Regions from separate parts of the Danio rerio genome. Here region 1 is linked to region 2. The links are chromatin contacts, called in public Hi-C maps. All regions are on one chromosome and are shown on one strand. The core of a region is the stretch at or near the end of the contact, and the rest is flanking DNA. Distances in the headings are between cores, read along the strand shown.

Region 1 (5,514 bases), core at 1,696-4,195, 210 kb after region 2:
TTAACAGCTGCGTCATGAATCAAGACCAGTATCAATGTAATCATCACTAACAGACAAAAGAGGCTGATACTGATCATTTGGAAAGAGAAAAATTATCTAAGAAACCTACATGGAACAGAACCTGCCAGTCTTTTACATCTTCTAAGATGTCATGTAGCCATTTATATGGCCAAAGCAAATTACATTCCAGTCCATCAGATGGTTTGGCTCATCCACGCTCTTTCCAGCACCACTAAACCACTATGAGTCAACTAATACTGGCTTTTTTTGTGTCTCTCAGACAGAAAAGGACAGAAAAAACAGGAAAAGGGGAAATGAGGACAGCTAATCTATCATAACTCTGGTGACTACATCCATACACTACAAAAACACAAGCTAAAACCCCACAGATAATTCTGCCTCTGAAAAGATGTTTCACTAACGTTGCTTTATATCACAGCCTGGACTAAACAGGCTAATAAGACAGCATGACTCGGTATTACAGGATAAGAAACCCGGACTTTAATGTCTAATGACTGTCTGTCAAGCAAATCCTGTTCAGCTTAATGTACAGTCCATATGAAATGTCCATTAGCCTGCATGTATGTTTCTAAGGGAAGGGGAGCAGAAAAGAGACAGACAATATGTGCAAGAGAGTCCACTAATAATAAAAGGTCAGAGTAATGTGGTCTGTTTAAAGACAAACAGATAATAAGAAAAGAGCTTATGGCACTAACAGCAGCATGATGAGCCATAGATGACAAGGAAGAGACAAAAGAGGACAAATTAAGAGAAAAACGAAATAACTTGAATGTTGTTAAAAGTGTTAAGAATCAGTGAAACTCGTCAGATCTGTAGAGAAAAAGGAGTGATGACATAATATAAAAAAAACACACAAAGGGAAAGATATCAACAGGGAAACAGAGTGTACTCCAAACAGGATTGCAATAGCGGATTGGATTGCAAGGGGCAAGTTGAGGTTGCAGCTAAAGAAAAGGCAGAGTGAGAGTGAGAGAGAGAGAGAGAGAGAGAGAGAGAGAGAGAGAGAGAGAGAAATGAATGTTCTTGGCTCAGAGGAAAGTGCATCTTGACTCTACACAGTCATAAAATGATTGTAAAGAATACTGAACTTTACATCTTTGGAGATTTTTCTTTTCTTTGGATATATAGTAAAGCCACTGCACTGTTTAGCTCTATGCTTGGATGTTGGTTTAGACGCAATTTGTTTTTCAGATGTTTTCTAAATCTCATAGCGTTTAATGTGGAGATACTGTTGTTGCCCTAAACTTTTTTTTGTAAAAGGCGTAAAAACGCACAAAAAAAATTTAAATACACCATGGGAATCGTATAACAGGAAATGTTGGCGGTCTTTGACTTTTCCAAAGCACTGTAGACCTTGAAACCAGTTATCATATCATGCCTAATAACAATATTCAAGGGGAATATAGAACTTTCGATTTACACAGTACATTTATTTACTGTACAAAAAGGCACACATTTAGAGGTACAAATGATGGAAAAAATATCTTGAATACATTAGATAAGCTTTAGCTTGTCTAGTGTCAAACAATTAAATAACAATATAAATCACTTTTACAATTTGAAAAGACATTCTGTTCTTTTAACAAATGATTATATAATGAATTGTTTTAGTGGTACGTTGATTGCTTTTGTTCAATCAGTATTAGTCAAGCTCAAGCTTCAACCCCTTTGACAAAGTAATGAATGAAAAACAGCCAAACATACTGTTATTTAGGCGACAGGTGGCTCAGTGGTTAACACTGTTGCCTCATAGCAAAAAGGTCACTGGTTCAAGCCCTGGCTGGGCCAATTGGAATTTTTGTGTGGAGTTTGGATGTTCTCCCTGTGTTCGCATGGGATTCCTCTGGGTGCTCCGCTTTCCCCCCACAGTCCAAAAACATGCGCTATATGGGAGTTGTATAAACTAAATTGGCCGCAGTGTATGAGTGTGAATGAGTGTGTTCGGATGTTTCCCAGTACTGGGTTGCAGCTGGAAGGGCATCCACTGTGTAAAACATATGCTGAATAAGTAGGCTGTTAATTCCGCTGTGGTGACCCCTGATGATTAAAGTGACCAAGCTGAAGGAAAATAAATGAATGAATAACGTTATTTATTCATGGGGAAAACAAGATCATAACGTTTAGCCCCAGACAGCAGTGAGTCCCACTAAATGAGGATAAACTAGTATTTTTTGTTTACATTTTACAATATTTACCAGATACTACGGTTTCAGGGCCAAATTGAAATAACATTTATATATACTTGTTCTGTGATGTGATATCTAATGGAGAATGTAACATCTGCAATGGTATTTCTTCTTCTACTTCTTTAAAAAAAAAACAAACACTGGTCTTTTTTGGTCAGTGGAACATGTGATTAAATAACTCGCACTCTTTCTATCAAATCTCAGCATCTCATGTCATCCTCTTGTCCAGCAAGTTTAGTAACCATGGTTATGGCCACAACCTTATGGAAGTGTTTGCATTTCTGAGGGAAGTGTAAAGCCGTGGAATGAGTTACCATGGTTAGACAAACAGCAGACATACCATAATAAAGCAGACACTTGAAATTAAACAGCACAAAAAAACTTGTTATGACCAAACTGCTTATATACAGCTTCTGAAGTTTACAGCAGGAGTGTCCAAGCTCAGTTTCAAAATGTGATGATTTGTTTGGCGCTTCTACTGCTTTTTAAGAGTGCCGAGTTAGACTGTTCAACCGTCATTAATGTGTGCAAACATGTCTGTCTCTGTTTTCCTTTCTCACATACACAGATGCACTTCACAGTGGTAATCGGTTCTGAAAAGGGCAGGAGAAAGGGATAAAACGGAAAAAACAAGCAATAAGAGGCTGAAAGGTGTGTCGAACAGGATAGAGATTTGACATGCATCCCACACATCTGCACTGGCGCACTTCACTGTCTTGGCAATGGCTCTAGGGAATTAACAACGCCTCAGGTAACCTGGAAACCACAATACACACCTTACACTCTCAGCATGGGCTGTGTGCCTGCTTACACCGACTGACAGACTGAATGAGATTTCTTTTATTGAGAGGGTTTTGATAAATGAATAAAGCAATTCAATTCTATTATCATCTGTGCCTGCTGCTAGTTGATTGTAGGCTAAATAATAAGTCTGTGAATTATTTATTTTTACTCCATTTTAATAGAAATAATTGTGTGACCTGCATATTAATCTGTTATATATGCTAATATGTACAAAAAACAATAATGATTTCTGAAAGATCAAACCTGTACACTACCTGGCAAAAGTCCTGTTGCCTATCCGAGTTTTAGGAACAAATAATATCTTGACTTTTAGTTGATCACTTGCTATCAGAAGTGGCTTAAATGAAAGGCAAAGGCCTCTAGATTATGGTTATTTTACCAAAATAAAATATGATCATGCCTTGATTTTTAATGATTTAATTAGGACAGTAAGGTCTGACTTTGCTTAGACAAAAGTCTTGTCACTTAACAGAAATAATGTCCAGTACAGAATATAAAGTCATGGTGCAGTAGAAAAAAAATGTATATTGTGTATGACTCCCATGAGTTTGGACGACTGCATCCATACATCTTTGCAATGACTAAAGTAAATTATTAATAAAGTCATCTAGAATGACAAAGAAAGTGTTCTTGCAGGACTCCCAGAGCTCATCAAGATTCTTTAGACTCATCTTCAATGCCTTAATCTTACCCCATACATGCTCAATAATGTTCATGTCTGGTGACTGGGCTGGCCAATCCTGCAGCTCCTTGGCCTTCTTCGCTTTTAGGAACTTTGATATGGAGGCTGAGGTATGAGAAGGAGTGCTATCCTGCTGAAGAATTTGCCCTTACCTAAGGTTTGTAATGTAATAGGCAGCACAAATGTCCTGACACCTCAGGTTGTTGATATTGCCATCCACTTTGCAGATCTTTCGCACACCCCCATACTAATTGTAACCCCAAACCATGATTCGACCTTTACCAAACTTGGCGGTTTTCTATGTGAATCTTGGGTCCAAGCAGTTTTTAATAGGTCTTTGTGCAGTATATGTGATGATTGGGATGCAGTTCAACAGATAAATTATTAGAAAAATATCTTCTAGCTTCTGCCACTTTTACAAATGATCAAGTTATCATTTGTTGCTCTTACAACTGGGAATTACTGACAAGACTTTTGTCATGTAGTGTAGTTTGTGGAGCTTTGTGGCACCTGTACCACTGCAAACCCATGTTATGATTTGGTCAATAGGATGTTCAATAGAACACTATTTATTTTGATTCTGATTGAATCGATTCTTTAACAATAAAAATCTCACTTTTATCACTTGCAATCATTTTAATTGGTCCTTGTTTAGCAAAAATATCTTTGAAACAACCTTACTCATCTTCTTGCCCTAAATAGTAGCATATTATAATTAATAATTAGATGAGAAAAATTTGATCTGGAAAATGTAAGATGCAAACATTCAAAGGGTGACAACCTGCTGCCTTCTCTATGATGACATTATGATGAGTGCATTTAAAACAATGACATCATACTGACTTGCACAATGGCGAGTGATTCACACCTGGCCTGCATCCAAATGTAATCAAATGCAGCCACTGCAGATTAGATCTTTTTAATGGAAAACTCTGATCTGTGAACTGGGATCTCTCTGGAACGATTCCCATGTCAGTCAAGGTGATGGTAGAAGACGAGCCAGGAATGATATATGAGAATCACTCAAGACCTTTTGCTCTTTGTCTCTGCACTTTCTTTATTGAAGTGATACAATAAAAGAAAAGTATAAGAGTATATAAAAGAGTGATGTCACTGTTGTGTAGTAGTTGCTTTAAAAGTCTGTCACATGTCAGTATGAGCATGATCAGTGCCCTTCTATACAAGCTGCTTAATTTAAGACATGTCACATGGGCATACCTGACTAAAAACAGCAGTGGCCTTCGTGACGATAAATAAGACTGTAGTGAAACCTGTCATAACTCTTCGCTACCTATAATTAGAGGAAAGATGGACGGATAGCACAGAGAAACTGCCAAACGTACAGATTCTCTCTAGAAAAAGGATTCATCCAGTGAACTGCCAGGCCACATGTTGAAAACACATACACACATGGTGACAGCCTGATCACAGTGAGGAAGTCAGGATGGGAGAGAAACAGGGCCAGAAATGGAGATCAGTAAATGGGTAGAGAGCAAGAGAGATAGAGAGAACTGAGATTGAAAAAAAGAGGAAGAAATAGGTTTGGATGAACTCAACGCAATAGTAGAATAAAACAGACATTAGAGAAATTAGATATACAACCATAATGAACATATATTTGTTGAAAAACTGACACCTGCAGACAACAGCTGAATTACCTCCCAATGACAACCACATTTACATAAAATCAATGCAGTCTGTGTATGGAACTAAACTGAACAACTTCATGTTAATGCCATGTTTTAATATGCATGCTATAATGTGCAGCACACTGTAAATGTTAATCTACTCAGTACGTTGCAAAAAAACAAAAAATCCATC
Region 2 (5,162 bases), core at 305-2,804:
AATTTTGTATTGTTCTTTTACCAAACGATGCATACTTTGTTCTTTAGTATTTTACCCTTTTTAATGTTGAGGGGTTTGCCTTATGTTTTAATTGCTATGTATGTGATGTAGATTTTATTTTTAGTATTGATTGTGTGCAGCACTTTGGGCAACGTTGTGTTGTAAAAATGTGCTATATAAATAAATAAACTAATAAACTAATAATAACTGGTACTGTGATAGTTTAGCCAGAGAACCCCAGAGAATAAACAATGACAATTTTCCAGTTTGGGGTGAACTACCCCTTAAATTTCCCTGAATTAACAATAACCTTTATAGTAATTATTAATAACAGGGTGAAATGTTTTTTTTACTTTATTATTATTTTAAGAGAGACTAAATATACTTTCCAAAAGGTATATCTAACAATATACATTTTCGAACACTTTAAGCGCATTAAAAAAAAAAAAGAAAGAAAAAAAAAAAGAAGCATATCTCAGAATTTTTAGAAATACAATATTCTCTATATAGGCGGCTGCACTATGGCACAGTGGATATCACTGTCGCCTCACAGCAAGAAGGTCGCTGGGTCAGCTGGCATTTCTGTGTGGATTTTGCATGTTTGTGTGTGTTTGTGTGGGTTTCCTCCAGATGCTCCAGTTTCCCCCAGTCCAAAGACATGTGGTATAGGTAAATTGGATAAGCTAAACTGTGTGTAGTGCATGTGTGTGAATGAGAGTGTATAGATGTTTCCTAGTGATGGGTTGCAGCTGGACGGTATCTATCCACTGCAAAAAACATGTGCTGGATAAGTTGGCCATTCATTCAGCTATGGCGACCACAGATTAATAAAGGGACTAAGCCGACAAGAAAATTAACAAATTTATATTTATATAATCATATTCTCTATATGGAAACTTCCAAGGTTTTCCTTTGTTTTAAATCTTCACTGATAATTCCAGGTTTTCCATGACAATAGGAACGAGAAACAGACGTAAAAACCTGAAATATAGGACTTGAACATACCTTTTGCTACCAGTACCTGAGTGATTCCGACTGCTATTGCAGAAAATGGTAAAGCTGAAGACAATGAGAAAGCACAAACACATAATCAGAAACGCTCATCTGTATCTAGCAAAGGCTAAAACGTAATGCAGAAAATCAACATTTAATGACTGGATAGCATTACTCACATCTGTACCAGAAGCTTTCTGAGTTGCACTCCCTGAAGACACGCTTCTCTTCTTCAGTGGGAATATAAGCAGAATTAAAAGCACCCTGAGGAGGCAAAATTATGAGTAATTAAAGAACACCTATTGATGATTAAGTGACACACTCTGCTTTTTGGAGTACTTCTGCGTGAGACAGAGCAGTTTAGTTCTAGTTTACAAACACTGCCAGGTGAATTTACTGCCTAACGTTACCTTACTGGACCCATGCTGGACTTGGGCAGCCGGAGTGAATCCAGACGATGCTTGCGACATGACCAATCCTAGATGCAATTACAAAAACAACGTTTTTGCAGTAGCCATGGGATTACGCGGATTACCAGTCAACAAGTTCAACGACACATTTTATGACATGACCTCCAGTCGACTCTTATTAGGAAAACAGACCAACCCGGAAGTGCAGGCGTTAGGCCGGAAGTACAGATTAAAAGTCTCTTTCGATTTATTGTTTTGCCTTGTGAGCTTTTGTTTACTGTATAAACAGTTATGTAATGAGGAATGCTTTACTGTAAATTCGACTTCGATTAAAAACTAATTTTAATTCCCCGGATTCTTAATTTAATAAATTATTTAAATATACATTTTTAGTTTCTTTACATGTATAAGTAAATTTGTATGTGAACTGTTTTCATACGACACGTAGACTTGTAATAACATTTGTAATACACATCTAATAATAACGTGCGATTTTAAAATAACAATATTCATAACATTTTATGTGATTTCATGTTTATTTATTTAAGGGGCAAAAAGCGTCCAAACACGTGAAAATGTGTAAGACTAAAACTAATAACCCATTTACAGCAATAAATAATGGTTATGCTCATCTTAGACAATATAAATACTTTAGTCTGAACAGAGAAACTACATTTAACTTAATAGAATCATAACTGACACTAAAGTGTCAGTATAAGTACGTTATTAATCGCTTTCATTTGTATGTCAATAGCATTTAATTACTTCTATCGACCGACTTTACAGAGAATAACTAATCTCATAAACAACGAACAGTAAACGGGTCTGAACTAAAAAAAGATTGATTTTATCAGGTCTATGCTGCTTACGAACGCGTATGACAAACCGAGGGAGTCTTGTCCTTCAACCTATCCAGCAGTAGTGTGCGTTGATTGACGTCCCAATCCGCCAATACAACGGTCCGTTTGTTAAGCGTGTGAATGCGAGGGGCGGGGCTTGGATCCGCAATCTTGACACAGCAACTCCCCTATCAGAACAGCGGATTGTCAAAGCCGTTAGCCAGCGCTGCTCCAATCTGATGGACAGGGAGGTGGGCACGTTGTCATTCGTCGAGTTTTTAGGTGTTTTGCGAAAAAAGACCGAGAAGATCAGCTTCAAGATCGAACACTAGAGGTCAACGGATGTAAAATGTTGTTTTTGTAAAGCTGGAGTTGGTCTCGCCATCTTTTGGAGAGAAGAGACATCGGGTTTTCAGCGCTAGCGTGAGCAGGCTAACTGACGAGGAAAAGCGCAGCTGCTCTAAAAAAGGTAAGAAAGGCCGAATTCTGTTTGACTAACCTCAAATATCCGACGTCTAACGTTGGGCAGGGAGAGTAAACTTATTGTTTAACTCTCATCGGTTGTCGTATCACATGCACTTCCCCTCGCAGGATATTATCAGTTGGTAGACAAGTTATGTTATGTTGACCTGCATTTGAAGCGAAGATGAGTACAGTCAGTGGTTGTGTCACGAAACATAGTTAGCAGTCTACTTAGACAGCCTTTCTAGACACCATTAGTGCCATTCGTGAGTTAAATAGGCCACACGAAACAATAGTTTAAATGCACAAACCATAGTGTAAGTTTTTGCGAGCCAAAACTGCATTTAACCTGTCAGAAAATAGAGAGAAGCCGTGTTTTTGCAAGCATGTGACGTTATGAAAACTCTTTAGAATAGAGTTATAGTTACATGTTTAGTGGAGGAATAAGTTATATAGTAAAGATCTGCGGTTTTAGTTACAGGATGTAACTAGGCTGGGTTTTAAAGCCACCAAGTCGTGTTCATTAACAACTCTCCTCTTGTTTGAAACCACCAGATTATCAATCTGTTAGTTTACTTTCTCTTTTATTTCCTTAAGAGATAATGTAAACAAATGCAGTAAAACCAGAGCAGCCGTTAGTGTTGAGTTATTAATCTGCAGACATGGCTTTGTTTCATTTTAGACAAACTTATCTTGTCCATCTAATAAAATCTGTCAGATGAAAGGCTCACTGATGTTAATTGGTGTCCTATGCAAACATGTGCATGAGTCATAAATTATGTTAACAACTCGAGAGTCTCAGCATTTGGTGAGAGAGGGCTGCCTATTCAGCAGGGAGCAGAGAAGAGTTCACACTCCTGATCTTGAAGTGTAAACTCTTCCTGCTTACCGCTTTGAGTGTCAAGACAGTAGTGTTTCTCTTGTGAACAGTAGTGGTGTTCAGGGGGGAAGACTGCTGCATGGGATTGTTTTAGCATAGGTGTTACATTCTTGAAATTTTTGCTTTTAAATTTAGTATATATATTTTAAATGCAGTGCATGCAATAACACAAGTAAACAATATCTGAAAGACTTGTGTAAATGTAATTTTAAGTGAAGAATCAGAAACAAATCAATAAGAAGTATTGAGTGATAGTTTTTCTTTTTATTTCTTGTCAGTATTGTGTAAAAGCTGGCCTGCTGTAAAATCTTATGATAATAGATTAAACAGTTTTGTTTCCATACTGTGGAATCGGTTTCAAGGTTTACTGTGGTTTGGAAAAATCAAGGTTTTAAAACCTCTAAAATTTTCTGTTATACCATTCCTAAGGTATATGTAAGATTTTTTTGAATGTGTTTTTTAAATGTGTTGAAAAAAATAAGTGTTTTTGAAACTAATGAAGACAGCAGAAGTCAATCATTAATTTAAATTATTTAGCCTGACATGTTTGCTGCTCCTAAATAAAAAAACTAAAATGATTTTTGTTCAATGGGATAAAAGTTTTTTATTATTTTTTTACCCAAATGTTAAAAAAGAATACGAGCAATTCCAGCGTTATGCATGTGACATTTGCAGTAAAAACTCAAAACATAAATTCGCATAGAAAGTGTGTTAACATTATATTGAAACTTTTGTTTATATTTTCCAGAACAACTGATCACAGAGTTATGAGACAGTTATATCAGTCTGTCAACATGTTTTGTACTTTATATGAAGGAAATAAACATGAGTTATGGATGTGACAAAAAAAGGTGATAATCAAAAGGATATGAGTTGGCTCTCTATAAAACAAAAATGATTGATTTTATTTTATTTTACATTTTCACATTTATAAGGAAAATGTGTTGTTAATGGATGTGACGTCTGTACATTATGGATGTGACAGATATGAAATTGCCACTTATGTGACTTTGGTAAATTAAATATAATAGTTTGAAAAATTTGCCAGATGCATTTTTGAGTATTTCTAAAGTACTGTAAAATACTTGCTTACACAAAAAACCCAGAAACGCTTTCTTTGTTTTTTTTTTATACTTTATTTTTATTTCTTTTAAGGAGAGAAAAAAAAAAGAAAACAGGGGGGGGGGATACAAAAAGTAAGTTAAAAAAATAATAAAATTAAGTAAATAATACAGTAAAACACCAGAACTTAAATGAATGGTTGACAGGTCACATATTTCCTTACAGGTCACATGAACAAATACATATATAAATCAGATTACACTCTGTAAAGGCATAAGTACAATCCATTTCTCCCAATATTGCAGGTATATGTCCATTTGTAGTTTTAAAGAAAAAGTCATCCTCTCCATATTTTGAACATTTGATATGATATCCAACCATTCAGATTTTGTAGGGGGTTCCAGTTGTAGCCACTTGGTTTCTGTATTTTGATGAAAACTTTTCATGGCAAGGTTGACATTTGCACGCAATTGCTCATATATTTTAGAGCAGTAATCACAATATCGTGAAACCGTG

Evidence for each region. Hi-C and Micro-C count contacts between places; a contact is called where the count stands out from the background.
Region 1: a Hi-C map of an unstated tissue shows a contact between it and region 2, with 1.9 times the contacts expected there. The contact joins the enhancer-like site here to the promoter of ociad1 in region 2. A contact is called at or near these places in 1 of 18 Hi-C or Micro-C datasets (an unstated tissue) and 1 of 4 datasets of contacts at active chromatin or transcription factors (embryo).

Annotation. Positions count from the first base shown.
Region 1 is chr20:26,062,481-26,067,994 of GRCz12tu, forward strand. All of the region lies in intron 2 of slain2 (SLAIN motif family, member 2), which reads right to left. It overlaps LOC141379566 (a long non-coding RNA gene), which reads left to right. Exons shown (of 2, transcript XR_012396423.1): 1 at 1-343; 2 at 2,776-3,089. Among named protein-coding and RNA genes, the nearest start is that of slain2, 9.3 kb to the right of the region's middle. Within about 2 kb of position 2,946, at least 3 of the 62 cell types and tissues checked have an H3K27ac peak or open chromatin away from gene starts, as enhancers often do.
Region 2 is chr20:25,852,811-25,857,972 of GRCz12tu, forward strand. ociad1 (OCIA domain containing 1) reads right to left here and starts at 1,555. Exons shown (of 8, transcript NM_200302.2): 1 at 1,404-1,555; 2 at 1,173-1,257; 3 at 1,006-1,059. The coding sequence starts at 1,463. It also overlaps a transcript of fryl not described here.